2 separate regions of the Mus musculus genome follow, and region 1 is linked to region 2. A link is a contact called in public Hi-C data. All regions are on one chromosome and are shown on one strand. Each heading gives the region's core, a stretch centred on a gene start, on an enhancer-like site or on the middle of the called end of the contact. The rest is flanking DNA. Distances are from core to core; before and after follow the strand shown. Region 1 overlaps Babam2 (BRISC and BRCA1 A complex member 2). Region 2 overlaps Babam2 (BRISC and BRCA1 A complex member 2).

What was found. Hi-C and Micro-C count contacts between places; a contact is called where the count stands out from the background.
Region 1: a Hi-C map of the C2C12 cell line shows a contact between it and region 2, with 3 times the contacts expected there. The contact joins two enhancer-like sites. A contact is called at or near these places in 7 of 484 Hi-C or Micro-C datasets (the C2C12 cell line, adipose-derived mesenchymal stem cells, cortical neurons and 3 more) and 2 of 115 datasets of contacts at active chromatin or transcription factors (embryonic stem cells and pancreatic cancer cells).

What each region holds. Positions count from the first base shown.
Region 1 is chr5:31,933,805-31,938,840 of GRCm38.p6, forward strand. The region is part of intron 7 of Babam2 (BRISC and BRCA1 A complex member 2); the gene reads left to right. Among named protein-coding and RNA genes, the nearest start is that of Gm52770, 63 kb to the right of the region's middle. Within about 2 kb of position 2,282, at least 41 of the 459 cell types and tissues checked have an H3K27ac peak or open chromatin away from gene starts, as enhancers often do. A contact at or near this core is called in the C2C12 cell line, embryonic fibroblasts and pancreatic cancer cells, where this site is marked.
Region 2 is chr5:31,756,835-31,762,191 of GRCm38.p6, forward strand. All of the region lies in intron 3 of Babam2 (BRISC and BRCA1 A complex member 2), which reads left to right. Among named protein-coding and RNA genes, the nearest start is that of Babam2, 61 kb to the left of the region's middle. Within about 2 kb of position 1,622, at least 50 of the 459 cell types and tissues checked have an H3K27ac peak or open chromatin away from gene starts, as enhancers often do. A contact at or near this core is called in the C2C12 cell line, embryonic fibroblasts and pancreatic cancer cells, where this site is marked.

The DNA of each region.
Region 1 (5,036 bases), core at 1,032-3,531, 180 kb after region 2:
TAGGAGAGAAATATAAGACAGTTGTCTCAACCTGATAGGTGCCAAATGCCAAGGGCAGATACTAATGCCACATGAATAAAGAAAAACTATGTGCATCGAGCCTTGGAAAGGGGAGCAAATTGGAAGGTGGAGTAAGGGAAGCTCTGGCCTAGCCAGAAGAAGGAACAGGAGGGAGGCAGCATCTCCCTGACATGTGTGCTGCTATTGGACAGATCAGCTGGGCAGAGAAGTCTTGGAAGTAGTTCTGTGTAGCCAAGGCTCCGAGGTGATGGGATCTAGAGACTGGGAATAAGAATTGAGGCTCTCTGCTCCTTCAAAGGCCACTGCCTATTGAAGATGCCAGATTGTTTCTGCCTGGGTCACACTGGGCCACAACCATGTACCTCTCCCCCACTGGGGAGGTAGAAATGAACAGGTAGTACCCCAAACTGGAAGATTTTCCCAGAGAGCTCTTCTCTTCCACAAACTCCTACACTTGTGTGTGAACACAAGGGGGGGGGGCTCAAAAAAAGCAGACTCCTTCCCTTTGTTATACTTAATCTCTTGATATCAACAGTCATAGGACAGATAGTGACTTATGTGCAAGCCGTCAGATATAGTAGTGTTAGAAATGTATGCAAGCAAGGCTGGGCAGTTCCACACAGATACTTGGTATTTGCTTTTCTATGTGGTTTCTGTTATATCAAACACAAGGCAGAGAAAGTTGCCCCCACAGCCCTGCTGGAGTGAGCAAGTGTGCTCTGGCCTGCTACAGGCCACTTTCTGAGCTGTCCAGGCCATGGAAGCACAAATAGCAACCTCGGGCACATAAGGACACGCACAGGCCACAGAGCCTGTGAAGGGCTCTGTCAGGTTTCAGTGAACAGATGTTTATCCCACAACGCTTCCCCTCTTCTTGGGGTTTGTCTAGTGCATTACAGAAAAAAGGAAGAAAAAGAAACCTTAAACTGTTTACACTAATTATCCCCTTTTGCTGCTCTTGCTTGTTTTGTTTTGCTCTTTCTTTTTCCCATACATTAAGAAGTCTTCATGTGAGGAAGTTCTGCCCAGCTGCTCTCTGGAATGGACCCTTCCATAGCTTAAACTGGGAACCTTTTGTTCTTGGATCTGAGTACAGCTCAGCTCGCCTTGTCACATGTGTGTTGGTGCACTGGCTTCCAAGAAGTTTATAGGCTTTTTCTCAACCCATTTCCTTCTTACCCCAAAGATAATCTGCTTCTATGACTTTCCTTCAAGTAAACAACTCCAGATCCCTTCATTGTATCTGTTCTCCCTGTGGCTCAGTCAGTACTTTATGCAGCCAGGCCGCTCTGAAGCCTGTGCTTAAGTTCGGTGCGTTCCGTGCCACCGTCCTAGCTATTAAATACTAAGTCAAACCCTTTCTTCTGTCTCTCTTTTGTTCATGTGTTCACTTACTTTTTCATTTCCTTTGTTCAAGAAATACACATATATATTTAGCTCCTGCTGTGTACCAGGTACAGCTCTGGGTACAAAGGAGTCAGCAATAAGTAAAACCAGACGTGGTCTTGGCCTTCAAGGAATTCCCATTGTAGTGAGGGAGAAAGGCATATAAAGGATTAATTACAATTCAAGGTGATGCACACTATAATAGTAGAGTTCAAAGTTCTTTGAAGAATGGCAAGAGTGTAATTGGCTCTGCCTCAGGCATCAAAAATACCTTCCCAGACTATTTGACATGTGTTTATTCTAGACATAGAACAGCATATATGGAAGATGTGTTTGCAAAATGGTAAATGGTCCAGAGAGGCCAGTAACTAGGATATAAGAAATGATGAAGGTAAAGCTGAGAACTCAAGGTGGGCAGCAGCCTAGCTCACTTATTTTGCAAATAAGGCTTAAAAATCATTCATATATATAATATACATATATATTATATATGCATATATACACACACACATATATCTTTCAGAAAAGAGAAGGTACGAGCAATGACAACTTTTAAACACACACTCAATGTGTTTAAAATGAGTGAGTCACACACTCAATGTCATAGGCTCAGTTGTATTTGCTTAAAATCCATATGCTCTGGTCCCATCCCCAAGACCTCAGAAAGTGACTGTATTGGAGATGGGTCCTTTCAGTGGATGTTAAGTTAAATTGACGTTGTTTAGGAGTGTTTTAGTCAGTAGGGCTGGGGTCCTTACCAGAAAAGGAAGATGAGAGGCAGAGGGAGAAGTCTATGAAAGCATGCTGAGAAGAGACTCAGCAGCCAGCACTTTACCTCTAAACCAGGAAGTGCACTTCTGTGTTCAGTGACTCAGTCTGTGTGCACTTAGTTATAGGAGCCTTGAAAAAAATGGATACACTCAACATTGTGATTTATAGGGGGCTGGAGAGATGACTCAGCGGGTAAGAGCACTGACTGCTCTTCCAAAGGTCCTGATTTCAAATCCCGGCAACCACATGGTGACTCACAACCACCCATAATGAGACCTGAAGCCCTCTTCTGGCGCATCTGAAAACAGCTACAGTGTACTTGTGTATAATAATAAATAAAATCTTTTTTTAAAAATTGTGATTTATAAATATGGTTATGTAGAGGGTGCTGGCTTGGGATGGACAGTTATGAGGAAGAGGAAACAGGACTAAGGTGCTGAGGCAACGTTCTAGGCTGCTGAGGGATTATACTTGTAAGATACCCTTTTAACCAAAATAGTGAATACCATAGAGAAGACACCTTTGGGAGAGTAGAGAGGAGCAGAACCCCAAACAGCACATTTAGATTTAGATCTGTCTGTTTCTGGTTTTACCTTGGGTAGCTGAGCTACTTGGGTGGTATCCAGGTGAATTTTCTTGCTGCTGGCCCTTGCTTGAGTTCTGCAGCAGGAGTGATAGTTTCCCGTTGTCTCTGTCCCTGCTTCACACTAGCTGGTATGGCCATGACTGCATCCTTCTCCTCTGGGCACGTTTCCACAGGGAGTCATCCCTGCAGCTGCAGTTCACTCGAGTTCAAGTCCTGGGCTACACAATGCCAGCCCACTGTTGTCAGGCCTGTGGTGTCTCTGCCTCTGGTTTGTTTCTTTAGCTCTGTGTTCAGCTTCAGTTGGCCCTTTGCATGCACCATCTCTCTCAGTGACTTGAAAGTACCTCCTTCTAGGCGGAAGTCCTAGAGACAGGAGGAAATGTATAATGACACTTGGAAAGAGTCTGAGTGTGAGTGTAGATTTGGTATTCTGTAGGTTAGGTCTGAACTGATTCATTGCCAATAGCAGTGAAAAGTGAAAGGGGTCATGGGTAGAATGCTGGAAAACTTAAACTCCTCAGGAATTGGCTAGCTTTGTAGCAAAGTTGGATTTTATTTATATAATTCCTTAAGTCTGATTACATGAATAAATGCAAGTGAATAATTCCGACTGAATATTCCCACTAGTAACATAACACTAAAGTATATGGTGGCATATGCCTGTAATTCCAAACTCAGGAGGGTAAGGCCAGGGGTCATGAGTTCCAGTTTCTGGCCCAGCTTGAGAACCAAGAGAGAAGCGGGGAGGGGCTAGAGACAGACAGACAGAGACAGATAGAAACTGATTTGTCATAAAGAAGGGAACCAATGAACAGTGGGTCAGTTTATAGAGAGTAAGTAGAATAACAAAAGTAACATTTACAAACCTCAGAAATATAATTATTAAAAACCCTATATGTCTAATTACAAGTTACTTAGAAATATATGTCTTAATGAAATTTACTAAGTCCTTTTGGATGGCACTCCTTGTGGCCAAGATTTATTTTACCCTATGTTCCAAAATAATAAAGTCTGTGCTACCTGTTAAACAGACAGTTGTGGTGATTATATGTTAATTTTTTCCTTGTGGTGTTATTAATCTGTATTTCTATATCATAGGTGCCACTATCTTTCTTATTATTGATGATGAATCCAGCACTTAGAGACGTCAGTAATTTTCTCCAGACCACACAGCTAGTAAACGTTAGAGCCAAATTCTTGTATTTACCTGAACAAGGAAGGAGGTTCACTAATACTTAGACTTTCTCGGACCCTATTCAAAGGCTTTTTCTTCCAGAACTCAAGGAGGCTAGCACAAAGCACTTCCTCTAAAAAGGTGTCACTGTGGTCAAGTCTCAAAAGATGCCTTTACCAAAGGTCTTGACAAGACAGTGGAACCATGGTTGGCTGTGTGGGGCATATCACAGGTATCCTTTAAGTTCTTTAGCTAGTAGAAAATATGGAATGTGCTAAATTCTTTAGCCAGAAACCAGTCTCCTTAAGTGACCACCCCTTGCTGGTCAGCATCACACAGCATGGTCTGTCTCCCATGGTCAACATCACTCCTCGTCACTATGCATTTTCTCCTTCTCATTTAGTCTTAATTCTACTCCCTTTTGAGGTTCAGAAGGGTAAGAAAAATCCAAAAGGGAAATATATATTACCTTCTCAGCCCATGCATTGTTCCAGAAAACAAGAAGTTGAGTTCTGAACGTTTCTAATCTCTAGAACCACCATTCTGAATGTCCAGGGTTCCCAGTTAAAAAGCAGGCAGAGTGGGAGTAGTCTCTTCGGTGATTTTTCCCTCGCATTCTTCTGGGCACAGATCTGCTAACCTCTCTGCAGGTCCACCATAGTGGCCTTGCTCCCCAGATCAGCCAGCCCAGCCAGAAAGTCTTTTCTGTCCTGGCAGCTATACTCAGGTTGGGGGTCAGCCTTCCAAGACTGCATCCCAGGAAGTCCTTTTGTCAAGTGGCAGAGCTCTGAGCAGCAGAGTGAAGAACAAAGCCCAGCTCCTTTCTGTGCACTGAGGAGTTCACTGCCCACTGAAGACAGGCTTGTGCACACTGTATTTCTTACTCTGTCCCCAAGGACTGGGGTAAGTTTTTAAGGTGTTTTCCTGAACCACTTAGTGAAAATTTACTTAAAGCTGTGCTAACAAAGGGAGCTTGCAACATAGTTCTCTAATCATTATCATTGGTGTCTTTGACTAAGAGGGAGACACTTTTCTTTAAGACATTTTAATTTTGGTCTAAATGTAGCTAAAATCGGTAACATCGTTTCTTGTTTAACC
Region 2 (5,357 bases), core at 372-2,871:
ACTGTTTTAGTTATGACGAATCACAGGGATTTGTCCATGTTGAAAACACAGCAAGTTTTTCTAGTGTCAGAATTACTTATGTAAAACTAAGAATTGTTCTGTGATATACAGCATTCTGGTCACTTGCTGCATTCAAGTGATTTATCCATGTCTAAATGCAATCCTGGAAAATCACCAAGTCTTAGGACAGTTTTCCTTTAGAGAAATGAGACATTTCCTTCATTGCTAAAGACTTCTAATTTATATTTTATGAAGACATGTTATAGAGCTTCATTAAGATACTATTACTAGATGAAAAGAAGGATGCTTTTATTACAGGTTAACTATAATAAATCAAGTATTTCCTTTATCAGTTGTAGTCAGAAGATAGTCTCTGTCCTTGTAAGAGAAACCTGCTGTATTCTGGTGTTGAAGTGTATCGCAACACCTCTATCTCACCATTTTTTTTAATTACTACTTTTTTTTATTACTTTACATTTTTAGAGTTTCTTTCTGCTACAGTCTCACCAGTATTTGTTCTTTTCTTAAAGATTTATTAATTACTTTATTTTTATATGTATGAGAGTTTTGCGTACATGTATAGATGTGTGCCATAGGCATGCCTCATATTCATAGAGATCAATGAGGGCATTGATCCTCTGAAACTGGAGTAACAGATGGTTGTGAGCTGCCATGTGGTGCTGGGAATTCAGCCCAGGTTCTCTGCAAGAGCAGTAAATGCTCTTCACACTGAGCCATGGCTCCAGCCCCTGTTGTTTTTCTCTTAATGACTGCTATTCTCTTTGGGTTGAGATCTCAATGTTGTTTTAATTTCCACTTCTATGATGGTTAGTAAGACCACATCCCCATTTCATAGGTTTTATTTATTTATTTTTTCTACTGCATTGGAGTGACCCTGGAGACATGTGCTTCTCTCCGTTCTCCACCCTTCCTTCATCTAGCAGCCCCTGCGCATAGCTTTCTCCTACAGACCCTTCTTGCTTTGTTTATTTCTGACTTCAGTAACTTTCCTGGCTGAAATATGGCTGCCTTTGTTCTTTGTCAACCGAAACTTGAATAATCAGAAAAACTACAACTAACATGTTGCTTTGACAAATTGATTATTAATTTTGCTGCCTTCCTCCTCCCATCCCCCGTTAGCTTCCTACAAGCACTGGCTAGAGCTTTTTAGCTTTCCACTTGAGTAGTAGACTATTTGTATTTTATATTTAATGTTTCTCAAAAGCATTTTCTTATATCTATTTTTGAAGGGTTTTATATTTTCATTGCTGTTTTAAAGCATTAAAATTTTTCATTCATTTCAGTTTTTCTCCATGTTAGCCTCTGTATTTCTGAGCTTGCTTTTCTTTATTGTTAGATTCATTGTTTAGATCTGTCACCTGAGAATGGAAACTATCCTTCATACCGTAAAAGACATGTTTTTCTTTTGTTAATTGGGCATTTCAGAGCTGTTTGACAATAGATAGTTTTATTCAGCTTTTTTTCATAAATTCCACAGGAAAGTGCCTGATTTCCACGGTTTATGGAGGTGTGGACTTGTGCACGGTCTTTCAGGCACTGTTGTATGGGAGTGAGGCACTAACCCTGCCTAGGACCATCCTCTGTGTGCAGGTTTGACTGCTCCGGGTGCTCTGGCTCATGTCTGTGTGTGGAGTCAGCAAAAGACTCATTGTTGAACAATGAACTCAGAACTCAAGAAACATTGGTGTGGTTTTCCCCCCCCCTCATTTAGCATTCTGTGGTTATTTCTCCTGATTTTTTTGGCAAGTGTTGTTTGTGTGTGTCAAACTATGCCACATCAGCCTTAAATTTCTGCTTTGTATAATTCAGCTAGGAATTAGAAAGAAGTATTTATAATCAACTTGTATTCTCTATTTTCCAAACCTAGATTTACTTGTATGATCTCATTTTAATCCCAGCAGCGTTCCCAGGGCCTGCTCTCCTGTTTTGTGCATGGGAGTGATCCAGGTCACGGTCTGGGCAGGCAGGGACCTGGTGCGCAGATCTGCATCTGCTACTTTTTACTTTTGCCTGTGGCTTGTTCCGAAGTGAGTTCTGTCCTTATCACAATGCGCTAACAGTGCGCACTTCCCTGTAGAAGTCAGGAAGAGGAAGTCCCCAGAGTCAGCTGCTCATGGTGGGAGAACCATCCTGGTATGGCTGAATAGGAAATAAAGAGTACTGGCTGCTGAGGCTCTCCTCTGCACAGCAGCTGGGAAAGGTGGTAGGAGGCTGACTGACATCTGATTGGGGACTGCTTTTTTTTTTTTTTTTTTACTTTAACAAATTGCAGGGAAATTAACTTATAAAGAGAAATGGTTTATTGTGACCCATGGTTTTAGAGGGTTCTACTCTATTCTCTTTGTTTCTTTATTGGCTCTGGTGAAGTAGTGTTTCCTGGTGGGAACATGTGTCAGAGGAAAAACACTCAACTCAGACAGAAGGCAAAGGAGAAGAACGGGATTAGTTCATAATGTCCATCATTAAACACATTGCGGGAAGTAGTAACAACTTAGTTGCAGGATATGCTGTAGGAAATAGCTGAGGGATCAAAGCAACAACATGGATGCAGATTGTATTTGAGAATGTATTCCAGTCTAGTAGTGTTTACACTGACCTTGCTGTTTAAGTAACTGAACAGCAGTCTGATCATATACTCTATACACCGGAAGTTGGCATGCTTTTTTTTTTTTTTTTAAAAACTTTTGGAAAGGGACCAAAACATTTTTAGAGTCACTTACCTAACTTCTGTCCATGAGTCCATCTGTCTGTCTATCCTTCCTTCCTTCCTTCCTTCCTTCCTTCCTTCCTTCCTTCCTTCCTTCCTTCCTTCCTTCCCTCCCTTCTTCCTTTCTCCCTCCCCTCCCTCTTTTCCTTCCCTCCTCCTTCCTTTTCTTCCAAACCTAACAGCTGTCCCCCCACCAGCCCATACCAATTCTGCTTATTTTCTAAAAAGCTGATTTTCTAAAAAAGTAATATGATTACTATTATTCATAGGAGAAACAACACTGTGACCCGTATTATTATGTTAGGGTTCTAGTGTTCCCTGTTTCCTAGTATTTTTAATATTTTATATTGTTATAATCATTTGAAAGAAAGCTGGTTATTGTATATTTGCTTTAGAGTGTTATTTATTTTGACAGACAACTCTTTTGGTTTACGTTAGTCTATTTCCAAAGCTAGACAGCTGATTTAAGTTGTAAAAAGTTCAGATTTTCAAATCTTGTTGTCCAATCAAGCTGTAGTTATTCATTGAAACTTCATCCTGTTGCTCAAAACAAACCATAGAAATGAATGTATTGAAAGGGAATATAAATTGTCTTGTCTTAAGTGTCACACTATGGGCTAGAAACCAAGAGAAAGCAGTTGAACACCATCCTGCTGGCCGATTTGAGGTTATGTGTATTTACTTTCCGGCACCCAGAACTGCTCTTAAAGCAGACATCATCAAGAAACAAGTACCTGTATAGAAGTAAGGCTTTGGGGCATAAGCCTAGACTACCAGTACTTGGGAGGAGACACAGGAGGATCAGGAGTTCATGATCCATCTCAGCTACAAAGTGAGTTCAGAGCCAGCCTGGGCTACCTGAGACCTTGTCCAAAAAGAAAGAAACAAAATCAATCATATATGTAATTAAAGATGGGCATATCTTTTGAAGTTCCTTAAAGTGGTTTAGAAGAATAGGGACCAAGGCAACTTGCTACTCAGCTTTGTAGTTAAGCTAGCAATGGCGTCCATTTTAGCATCTCAGAACCAGACACATGTACAACAGGTAAGTCAGCACGGCTTTTTCTACAGGGAGCCGGAGCTACAGTGTGTGTGTAAATCCTCTGTCTACACTAGCGGGCTAACTGCTCGACAAAGCTGTCCTGGTATTTACTATATAATGCTAGGAAAATAATAAGGCCAGTTCCTTCTCAACTTATTTTCTCACTGTGCTCATGAGACTATTAGGCATATCTTCTGAGATGTTACTAGCAGCTCACGTCAGCAGAAGAGTGCTATCAGTTTACCTAGTAGGCACTCTGATTCTATAGACATGTGGTATATATAACCTTCTCCCAGCCCCTTCTCCATAAGCATGATGCATATAATAACCAAATAATAGCCTTTTCATATATATCTTATATATGTATAAAACTATTTTAAAACCTTGAAGAATTATATAAAATTATACACCACATGAAGTAGGACCGTAAAGATTTCCTAAATGTAAGTATGCGGAAATGCATGCACTAGAGCCCAGCAGACTACAGAGCTTACGGAGTATAGAATTTTAATTTTAGCTGTGTTTCTACTCATAGGCAAAATATTGTCAAACTTTTAGATAATGCCTACAACATTAAATTTAAATAAAGGGCTGGAGAGATACTCAGTGGTAAAGACTACTCACTGCTCTTGCAAAGGACCTGGGTTCAGTTCCCAGCAACCACATGGCAGCGTACAACATTTAGTAACTCCAGTTCCAGGGAACCTGGCACCCTCTTCTGACCAGGCATGCACATGCTAAATAAATATACATGCAGACAGAGCTTTCACATATGTACAATAAAAATATGTAAAATAAGAATTTAAATGGAAATGATCCCTTTGTATATTCACATTAAGAATAAGCAAGACAGTTTGCAATACAGTCCGGATTTTAATATGGCAAATCCACTTTTTCAAGGCAACATTATTAAATGATCTGCCATATCTATATATCTATATATCACATATATATTATTTATAACACATTATATATAACATGTTATATATTATGTACATGTGTGATACAGATATGCATATGCAACACACCACAAGCATACATACACGAAATATTAGGCTCTGGGGCAGGAAGCCCTCCCACCAGGGCTTTGAATGGTTTTTTTCCCCTCCAGCCATCAAATTCACTATGGCTGTTTGACTTCTTTAGTGATGGCATGTGTGTCTCTCTGGCTTTGTTTTTCTCCTGCTTCACCACACTGTGAACCTGGAACTCACGCTTCAGGCAGACAGGACAGATACTGCTCATAGAGCACTTGAGCCCTGTCAAAAGAGCGCAGGGCCAGGCACTACAACAGGAAAGTCTCTCCTCAGTGTTCAGTAGAGGAGAAACTGACAGGAGACAAGAGAAGACCTTGTCAGTGTTGAGTATACCATATACTACTACTCAGTTTATCAGTGTTGGTTAGGGATTCTGTTGCTGTGATAAGACACTGACTAAAAGCAAGTTGGAGAGGAACACATTTATTTCTTTTTACATGTCTCAGCTCACACGCCATCACTGAGGGGAAGCAGGGTAGGAACTCAAACATGGCCGGAACCTGAAGGAACCCTGCTTAGTGGCTTGCTCAGTTTGTCGCCTTATACACCT